Linked DNA regions of Mus musculus: region 2 is linked to region 1. The links are chromatin contacts, called in public Hi-C maps. All regions are on one chromosome and are shown on one strand. Each heading gives the region's core, a stretch centred on a gene start, on an enhancer-like site or on the middle of the called end of the contact. The rest is flanking DNA. Distances are from core to core; before and after follow the strand shown.

Region 1 (5,625 bases), core at 2,781-5,280:
TTATTTTGTCATCCAAGAAGAGAGTCTCAATGAGGCATTTCTTAGATAGAGTTAATCTGTGGTTGTACTTGTGAGGCATTTAAAAAAAAGGGGGGGGGGTCAATACCAACCCTGAATGTTGGTGGCACCATTTCATAGGGTGAGCCCAGAACTGAATAGAGTATAAAAAGCTATTTGAGCAAGTTAGCATGCGTTGATTTATCCTCTGTGTGCTCTTTGATGTGATATGAAAAGCTACCTTGAGTCCCTGCCTTGATTTCCCTGTAACTTGGAATTGTAAGCCAAATAAACCAGCCCTCCCCCAGGTTGCTTTGTCATAGCAACAGGAACAAAACCAGAAGAGATGCTCTCTTGTTGATTCTGGGAGAGACTCCCTGTCAGGGGTGGCTGTTCTCCTAATGCAAGAGACAATTGGAGCAATCATTGGGAAGACTGCTATCTATAAGAATATCCAAAAGAAACAGGATTCATGTGGTTTGTTTCCATCTGACTTGGTCCTCATAGGTTCATGGTTTAAATGCTTGTTAGTTAGCTGGCAGCACTGTTTTTTTGGAGTGAAGAAACTTTGGAAGGTGGGACTTGGCTGAGGGAAGTGGGTTATTAAGAAAAAGACTTCATACATTACACCTGTCTGTTTTCTGCTGTTCTTGTCTGTCTGTCTGTCTGTCACTGTCATGTGATGCATGAGGAATCTCCACCGAGCTGCAAGCTTCTGCCATCAGGAACTAGGATGGGTTGAAACCCTGAGTCAAAATAAATCTTTCTCAACCTGTTTTTGTAAGAAGGTATTTTGGTCCCTGGGACACAAAAGTAAGGGACACAGGCAGATAAAGTTCCTAGTTACTACACTATAAAAAGGAAACAGAAACTTGCAAAGTCAATTTTGATAAATTTGGTTGAGTGTAACCAAGACATCCAAGATGTTATTATTTTTGTACATATTACCTGAAGAAACCTTGTGAATGAGATATTCTGCATGTTTACATGAAACGCCCAGACTATTCTGTGAATTTTACTGACATTTCAACTGGACAACATATTTTTATAAAAAATTAATTGGTATTTCAGGTTGATAAAACTTAGAGCTGAAAAACATACAAATTCATTCTCCCCCCATTTTGTTTCAGACAGACGTCAAGTTTTCCAATAGCTGTATTTTATGTTGTAAAATTTTACATCGAATTGAATTAAAATAAAGTTTCAGTTTCTCAGTAATACTAGACACTTTTGTGAGCAGCACACAGGCAAGTTTTGCTGGGGACATAAGTAGGACACACACAACTGAACCAGCAACCAAGCACAGTGCCTGGTGTGTGTGTGTGTGTGTGTGTGTGTGTGTGTGTGTGTGAGAGAGAGTGTGTGTGTGTGTATTCTTCTCTATGAGTGAGGACGGCACCCCTCATCTATTCTTACCATGTCCAAATACACAACATTCACTTACTACTTGCAAGGTTTTGGATGCTGAAGACAGGTGACATTCCTTAGAGAATGCTATCTTAAAACTGCCAATGGAAACAGCCTCTCCCCCTGCTGTTATGGGGGTACCATTGCCAGCTGGTGGAGTGGTGGGCACACCTGCTATGGGAAGTCTGTTTCCCTCTGGTCCCCCTTTGCCCTTCAGGAGGCTTTTGTGGAGGCAGTGTGGAGATGAGATAATGGCTGAAGGCCTGGGAAGGGCTGCAGGCCAGGGTTTTTCACTTTGGTGTGTGAATGGGTGAGTGCAGAGGAGAATTTTAGCGAAGGGACAATTATTTAATAATGTCTGTAGTTTCCAAAGTTGAACAAAAGTTATTTTACCCTAGACTTCATTCACCAACATATATTCCGTAAGAGTCTGCAATCATCACATTCAGAAATTTCTCCTACATGAAATGATATATGTAATTATATATGTACATACAACTTTCCACTTTCTCAAATAGATATACATGTATTTGTAAATTACATGCCAAATTCCTTCACTAGCCTCTTCTAAAAGTGTTTATAAAGGAAAAGCAGTAATATACACAGTTAAAAAAAAAACCCAACAACAAACCAAGCCACATCAAAATCACAAGTCCCCGTTCTTCCCTTGGGTATATTTTCCATGTGTTTAAAGCACTCGGCATCTACTAGCTGTTGAGTAAATTTTTCTTGTTGTGCATGGATGTTGAAGCTCAAGCAAAACCTAATAGCATCGGACACACAATTAAAGATGCAGCCATGTGAGGGGTGGGGCCATTGGACCATGGGGGTGGGCTGAGCAATATTTGTTTGAAACTAGATTGCTTTAACTATTATTTAATTTACTGTATGTAGTACTTAGAAAGTTTCTCTGTACTGTGTTACTCTGGAATCTTCTAGAAGTAAATTGGATGCAGTAGGGCAAGGAGGAATTGAATTTCATATAAGGATAGTGTAAGGGTAGAATATTGGTCGAGACAGATGTGTCCTACGAAAAGGAGGTGTGTGTGTATGCGCTCGCGCGCTCGCACATGCTTTGTTTTGTCCTGTGTGGTCAGACCGAATGAAATTCAACCAATAATCAGGCTAGTGGATTGAAATAAAGAAATGCAACCCTTATTTTCAAGGGGCTTTCTTTGGGGATGAGCATGTAGCCATGTGGTGAGACGACAGTACAGCCAGGCAGGGCACATTTCTTTTTCTCTTCTGGTCTGGATTGTGTATGTGGTCTTCTCCTGGGAGTATGATGAGGTTCTTCTAATAAATTCCACAAGGACACTGTTCTTTGATGTCTTTGCAGAGCCTGGAGAAGATCTTGCTTCTGGCCTTTTGAGTCCACTTAAGACAAGTAAGTATCTTTTTGGATGAGCTCGGTTTATGCTATGCAGCTTAGCACAGGCACAGCCCTAACTCAGGACAAATGAATTTTTGGATTTGAGTGGGTCAACTCTCTCTCTCTCTCTCTCTCTCTCTCTCTCTCTCTCTCTCTCTCACACACACACACACACACACACACAGTTTTCTCTGTCTCCAGCTCATTATCTCAGGATACTCTATGAGACAAAAGACATGGTTCTGTGTCTGAAACTGTCTCTGCTCTTCAGGCAGACTCATCTAGTCTAGAGGAGGAGGGAGCTATCTTCATTCCTAATTGAGGCTGTGGGGTCCAGGGAAGAGACCTGATTGACTGGTCTAGAGACATACTTCCTGAACAACCTTTCTCGCATCATGGACCAAGATTTGGCCAGAGCTGTGTAGCTGTCAATCAAGCTCTACTGAATGAAAATGAGGGGCATATTTCTAAAAGGGCAGAGGGAGAAAAAAAAGTAGGAAAAGGCAGACAGGCAGATGAAAATAGCCAATGAGTCCAGTGTGCACTGAAGGATCAGACATGTAGAGAGTAGAGGCCAGGGGACCACAGGGGGATTGCCACCTCTTCTGAGAAGCCTTTTCTAGGAGCTGGATTTGGCTTCTAACCTCCTTGACATGTTCTCTGTAGCTCATGACATGTGTATTCCCATTTGCCTCATCATGGAAGCTTTGAAGGTGAATGTCTTTCTGCTACACCCTGTTTCCTTCCTTCTGGTCATTGACACGGACTTACTGTCTGGATGAAGAAATGAAGAAGCAGGAGAGATAAAGACATAGAGAATGAAAGTCACAGGGAATAATACCCGTGGTTTGCTTGGAACCCCGAACGTGTAACGAAAAGCTCAGTGAACCCCAAAATGTTCGATGATGGCAGGACCTTGTTTTAGGCTGAACTTTTGTGATGGGAAGCAGAGAGCCATGGGAAGATTTTGATCAGGGCTGCTGGCCTCCGGAACGAACAAACAAACGAACAAACAAACGTGTTCCTCCAACCCTCGGCTACTTTATATCTATTTTCCATTCTGTTTTTTCCATGGTTCTTGGGCCGGCACTTCATATGCCTTGGGTTCCTTTGGCCTACGTTCCCCACGTCTGTATCTTTCACCAACTTTTACATCTTTACAAGCTGATTCCGGGCTCCTCAGTGCAGAGGGTGAGGGCGGATTGACCTTTGTGGTGCCAAGTGGGTATGGGGCTAGGTCCACCGGAGCAGCTCTTGGCTGCCCTCTTCTGGACTTTGATGGATACAGCATTGATACATCTTTGTGACATGAAGATTGTATACTTACATATTATTCAGGGGTTTTAATTATAAATCAAACAGATTTGTAGTTTAAATACTTGTCATCACTTTTTATTTAACCAGGTGATATTTTGTATATCCCACAGATATAGTTTTCATTAAAGAAATCTAAGCATTACATAAATGTAAAAAATGCTTGTTTTATTAACTTGTTTATCTCTTTCTTTCCTTCGTTTGAATTGAACTAGCTTTTATCTTAGTTGGAAGGCTGTTGGCAAAGTAGTGTGTTTGAACTTTCTCCTTAATGGACATCTTCTCCAATAAGGCCCAGCCTTGTGCCTTCATTGACGTACAGAAACTGTTAAGTGCATTTTTAGTATTTATGGAAGATTCTCTGTGATGCCGATTAGTGATTTTGATAACAGGTAATTGCTATTTCCAGGGAACTCTGGACTGTCACATGGATCAGAAACTTCCCTGAGACTTGCTGATGCCAATAAAGGATGGACACACATCTTCACTGAACAACTGACTGGAGTCTTGGCTTCACTAGAGATGACAGGATTACCTGCTTCTGAATAACTTGTTTTCTATAGGCCAGCATCTAACTTAACTGCCTTTGCATCTTGGTGAGCAGATACCTGCTTCCTTAGATCCCGCAGTCTTCTCATGGTACCAAGACTGCCTCTTGCTTTCCTGGGTCCATGTGTTAAAGACTTCCCATCTCACCCCACACATTCAAATCCAGACCATCTTTCTCGACCTTTCCAGACCTCCTTTGCAGAGGTTCATTCCCTGCATCATGTTCTATCTTTCTTCTCAACAATATTTCTGTGCTTTCACAAAAGTTACCGGCATCATTTTATAACTTTAACTTTTTTGGTAACATGGTATTTATAAATTTGGACTGCCATCTAACTTTATAGATGTTCATGCCCCATATGTTTCCTAGAATAATAAGATTTTAGTGCCAGGAACTATATCATATACTTGTTTTTTTTTTTTTTTCAGTTTCCAGAATGTTGACTGTCTATTGCTGTATTCAATATATGAGCAGCAAATGCTGTTGATTGATGGGCTGCTATGTCAATTGCTTCTCCTATCTCTAATTAGTATACTTGACTGATAAATTATTTACAAAAGACAGATTGGTACAGGCCATCATTAACACTTCCCTGAAATATTTTCATGCCTTTAGATGCTTCGCAGAATAGATCATCCAAATGGCTCTCTGTGTGTGTATGTGTGCACAATGCAGAGGGAGTCACAGTAAAATCAATCTTTTAATTTCTTGTGGATGCAGGATCATTTCAAACTTCATTCCATATTTTTTTAAACCAAAGTTTTACATGTAGTAACTTTCAGGATCAAACAATTTCGAAAGTCCAGTTGAAAACCACCATACTCCCAGCCCGCATGATTCCCTGTTTCCTAGAACGAGCAGACTCAACACTTTTCATTGGTTATTTTGACATGACCTTTGTGATACTGTTAAGTGTACGGATAACTTTAAGCAGTATATTTCAGCTCCAATTATGACAGCTATTGCACATTTGCTGATCATCCCC
Region 2 (4,803 bases), core at 1,155-3,654, 530 kb before region 1:
TAGGGGCAGGAGAACCGACAGGAATTCATCTTACTGATACAACTGCTAGAAACTATGTTAATGTTTTGTCAGGTCTCTTAAAGCAGAGGTTACTATGTTGCTATCACGTGAGCAAAGTCTAAGCATTAGGCCTGGCATAGATCCTTTTTTTGGGGGGGGGGGGTTACTGATGGCTGGAGATGTAGATCCGTTGGTAGAATGTTTGCCCTTCATGCAAGAAACACTTGATTTGGGCTGGAGAGATGGCTAGGCCGCTAAGAGCACTGACTGCTTTTCCGAAGGTCTTGGGTTCAAATCCCAGCAACCACATGGTGGCTCAGACCCATCCATAATAAGATCTGATGGCCTTTTCTGCAGTGTCTGAAGACAGCCAGTTATCACACTTGAAGCAGGTCCAGGTGGAGTCTGTTACACATAATAAATAAATAAATCTTAAAAGAAAGAAAGAAGGAAAGAAACTCTTGATTCAATCCCAGGCACCACATAAATGGTGTGATGGTACAGATGTGTAATTCAGCACTCAAGGGGTAGAAAACAGGAGTATTATAGATGAATATCAAGGTCCAACTAAATGCCCACTGGGATCTCCAGTTTCTTCTGCCTCAGAACAAAGAATTGAGACAGGGATATGTGGATAGTGGTAGAAACAGAAACTGCTACTACATACATACATACACACGTTTTGTTTTAGAAAAAAGTTTTTTTTGTGTGTAGTCTTATAAACCAGGCTGGCCTACTACTCATGAGATCCACCTGCCTCTGCCTCCTGAGTGCTGGGATTAAAGGCGTGAATGAACCACCACTGCCAGCTACAGAAACTGTTTATTAAGAGAGTACCTCAAATCAAAATGGGCCAGGGCTGGAAAGGTTAGAAGTTCAATGGAATCTGTTCCTATTGAATTGGGACATTTATATCTCTTGTTTAACAAAGCTTTTTATTTATTTATTTTTAATGCCAAATGGCCTCTGTATCAATTAAGAATGACAGAGGTGATTTATCTGTTACGTAGACAGCCACCCTGGGCTACTCCATGGTGATCTTGATGGCTTTGTTTGGGGCAGAGGTTGTCAGTCTTCCACCACCAGCTGCCACAGAGGGTCCTATCATCGGCCTTATGTCAGACCCAGAAGGTCTGAGAGATTTTTCTGCGGAGGAGGAATTCTGGGGAGCTGAGGTACCTTTGCAAGGCAGGGTAGAGCAGTCAACCCGTGTCCACAGTTTGGACTGGGCTCTGGCAGTGGGTGAGGGATGGGGTAGTTCTTTGCCAAGTGGCCAGTTAGCATCTGGGAAGCAGGTCCAGGTGGAGTCTGTTACTGCTCATCTTCCTCAGCTGAGGCTAGCAGAGCTGGTATTGTCTGCCGGGGGAAGCCATTTTCATGAAACACCTTAAAATGTCAGTCAGAAGCCGGGCGTGGTGGCACACGCCTTTAATCCCAGCACTTGGGAGGCAGAGACAGGCAGATTTCTGAGTTCGAGGCCAAGCCTGGTCTACAGAGTGAGTTCCAGGACAGCCAGGGTTATACAGAGAAACCCTGTCCCGAAAAACAAAACAAAACAAAAAAAAAATAAATAAATAAGTAAATAAATAAAATAAAAATGTCAGTCAGCAGATCTCTTTGAGGGGTTTGAGAGCCATCATATAATCTATTATGTATACCCCTAATTAAAAAAAAAATGTTGCATTTAATTACTTTTTTTACGCTTAACCTTGACAAAATAGACACAGCAAAAGCTTGTCTCTGTAAATGAATTACATTTGTACCTAGCACGACTACAAACCATTCTGAGCACAGGAAAGAATTTGATCATTTATAAGGTGACTGGCCATTAACTTTATGTCGTAATTACTTTACAAGTTAGCTTTTTTTTTTTTTAATCCCGGGTAAGTTTATATGACTCATTCTATCCCAATAGCTGTTGCCAGTTCTTTTAGCTGTCTTTAAGGACCATTATATTTTCTTTCTTTCGTGCAGTTTATTTTTGTTAGTTCATCAATAAAAACCTCTTCAAGTCTCAAAGTCAAACCTATCGGAGGCAAAGTGCTTGGTTTAAGGACCTTTTTTTTCTGGCGTTTGAAGCCTAGATGGCGGGAAGCCGCCGGCAGGGAGCCAAAGGGCCCTTCCGCCTCCACGCGCCAAAATTCCAAACAAGACGCTGCACCGCTCTCTCCGTCTCCTTCCACTGAGGGCGGAGAGCCGGAACTACAGCTGGAAGAACGACGTCGCAAATTCCTGTGAGGGGGCTCGACGCGGTTCGCTGGCGCCTCGGTTCGCGTCGGCTCCGGTTCCCGCGCTCTTCGGATTGGAGGAGAATTTCGGGTTCGTCGATCTGGGGGTGGGGTCAGGAGGCGTGGCCGGCGGCGGAGGGATTCGGCGCGCGTACGCTGCGGCCGCTGGGCGCGCAGTTTGTGGCGCCAGAATTCAGAGCGCGTGAGCGCCTGAGCAGCCTCCTCCGGAGCCAGGTTCTCCACTTCCCCCGCCTCGGGTTCCGGCTTCTGCAAGCGGGGCACCATGGTGGTCCTCCGCAGCAGCCTGGAGCTGCACAGTCGCTCCACCACCTCCTCGGCCACCGACTCTCTGGACCTGTCCAGTGAGTTCCTCAGCCTGCAGGACAGCGGCGGGAGGCGGCCCAGATTGCGCCGAGCCGGGAGGAAATCGACGGCGTCCAAGGCGGCGGGCGTGAGTACCGACCTAGGGCGGGGAGCTTTGGGCCCCGGGTTGGAGACGCGCGCCCCGCTCTGGGGTAGTGGGCTGTCGTGGACCAGCGAGGTGGAAGGTTCTGGAAAGACAGAACTGGCTGGAAGCGGGCAGAGCAAGTTGGTCGCCACCTCTTTCTACGCAAGAGGAAACCTAGAGCCGAAGCGCTGCGTAGGGCCGAGCGGAGGAGCTTTGGGCCGACCTTGTGCTCCCCCCATCACCTCCTTCCCGGTTCCTTCCCCGGGTCGCGTCAGTCAGGGGAGTGCGAACCCCCTGACTGCTGGAGCGCGTGCACGGGAGCATCTTGAGTTGTGGGCCCAGACAGTAAAGAGTCCACTGACCTCCATGTACGGTCCAGGGAGGTTCCATCGTGAGACTCAAGCGAAGTAAAATATCAGGTTGCATAATATGGAGGGACGAACGGCGACATTGCGTGGTTGCACTTTAAGTCTCTTGACAAGCCTTAGAGGACCTTCTGGTTGGTGGTTATCGGTGTGACAGATGAAGACATGGGCTCCAGAAAGGTAAACAGAGAGTGGTAGACAGTTCTGGAATTGGAACTTCGGTTTTTTGTGCCTCCCACAGCTTTCCTTTTCTGGCAGCTTCATGCTGCATTTACAGTCTCTGTAGTGGGAGGTTTGCAAATGCTTCTTGCCCATCACTGGGACCAGTGCGGAGAGATTACACATCGCCCGGCTTCGGCGGTGGTGGAAGGGGGACAGCGGGGACAGCGTTCACCAAAAAGGTTGAGGTTGAGGAAGAAACACTAAAGTTTCCGAAACCGGTAGTGATGGTCCGGTTGCAGTGAGGGAGTAGGAAAACAGACGCGTAGCTGGTCAGGAGACTGGAAGTCTGATCAGGAGCGCTGCGCTGGGAGTGACACAGCAGTGTCCACTTAGTTCAGACAACCCTAATCTTGTATTGGCACTATATAAAGTGAATCACTTGTAGACAGACGTAGCTTCCTTGGGGACTGGGATGAAACAGTCTTCGTTTGTTTGCTTTGTTTTGGTTTGGTTTTTTTTTTTTTTTTTTTTTTTTTTTTTTTTTTTTTGAGACAGGGTTTCTCTGTGTAGCCCTGGCTGTCCTGGAACTCACTTTGTAGACCAGGCTGGCCTCGAACTCAGAAATCCGCTTGCTTCTGCCTCCTGAGTGCTGGTATCAAAGGCGTGCGTCACCACACCCGGCTTATATTTTTGAAATGAAGTCCTCCCTTCTATAAATCAAGGTATTTTTGTAGAGCTTCTAATTAGAGGCTAATTAGGGGTGTTATATCGGATTTTCCTCAAGGACGACAGATTCATATTACAAAACACCATCTATACCAAGCATAAAATAGCTTTGTATTTGAAAAGTTTTATAAACTGGGGGCTTTATATTTAGTCCCATGTAAGTAAAAATGTATGTTTCAAAAACTTAACTCTCAGCCAGGCGTGGTGGCGCACGCCTTTAATGAGGCCAGCCTGGTCTACAGAGTGAGTTCCAGGTCAGCCAGGGCTACACAGAAAAACCCTGTCTCCAAAATCAAAAAACAAAAAAACTTAACTCTCTGCTTACCCTAGTCTTTGAATATTTCTTAATTTCCAGTCACATATTTTTCAACAGATGGTAGAGATACAGATACAGATGGTACTTTGGATGGTAAAATTTATTCACTTTAAATTCATTATTGTGATTTTTCTTGGTTTAATGTTGGAGACAGACCTTAAATTCTGAAGGTATGGAGAGGGACCCATAACTACAATGTACCTTGTTTTAGTTTTGAAGGCAGTTCTGTCATTTCGACTTCAACAGGTTCTCATCTGCACTGACTAGATTTTTTTTTTTTATGTGGTAGTGGACCCTTAAGTTACCAATGTGTAGTGTTTGGTGAGTCATCACCCTCGTTACATTTTCTGGACAAACATGGAAATGACATGGAACACTACTTATTTATTGAGCCTGTTTATCAGTGTACATCTGGAGTCCACATCCCCTTTGTAGAAGATTTCTGGACTTCGCACACTTTCTTGAAGCCCATTCTATGGATGTACTTTTTTTTTTTTTTTTTTGGTTTGGTTTTTTGAGACAGGGTTTCTCTGTGTAGCCTGTCCTGGAACTCACTTT

Evidence for each region. Hi-C and Micro-C count contacts between places; a contact is called where the count stands out from the background.
Region 2: a contact with region 1 is called in a Hi-C map of the N1E-115 cell line, with 3 times the contacts expected there. The contact joins the promoter of Atad2 here to the enhancer-like site in region 1. A contact is called at or near these places in 11 of 39 promoter capture datasets (the 3T3-L1 cell line, 3T3-L1-derived adipocytes, the C10 cell line and 6 more), 1 of 15 datasets of contacts at CTCF or cohesin (large pre-B cells), 3 of 484 Hi-C or Micro-C datasets (the HPC-7 cell line, the N1E-115 cell line and cortical neurons), 6 of 115 datasets of contacts at active chromatin or transcription factors (astrocytes, bone marrow-derived macrophages, embryonic limb bud and 3 more) and 2 of 9 other capture datasets (adipose tissue and liver).

The regions. Positions count from the first base shown.
Region 1 is chr15:57,599,151-57,604,775 of GRCm38.p6, reverse strand. Gm35682 (a long non-coding RNA gene) reads left to right here. Exons shown (of 4, transcript XR_384108.2): 2 at 2,744-2,791; 3 at 4,500-4,686. Among named protein-coding and RNA genes, the nearest start is that of Gm35771, 23 kb to the right of the region's middle. Within about 2 kb of position 4,030, at least 2 of the 459 cell types and tissues checked have an H3K27ac peak or open chromatin away from gene starts, as enhancers often do. A contact at or near this core is called in the N1E-115 cell line, where this site is marked.
Region 2 is chr15:58,132,683-58,137,485 of GRCm38.p6, reverse strand. It overlaps Atad2 (ATPase family, AAA domain containing 2), which reads left to right and starts at 2,404. Exons shown (of 28, transcript NM_027435.2): 1 at 2,404-2,679. The coding sequence starts at 2,512.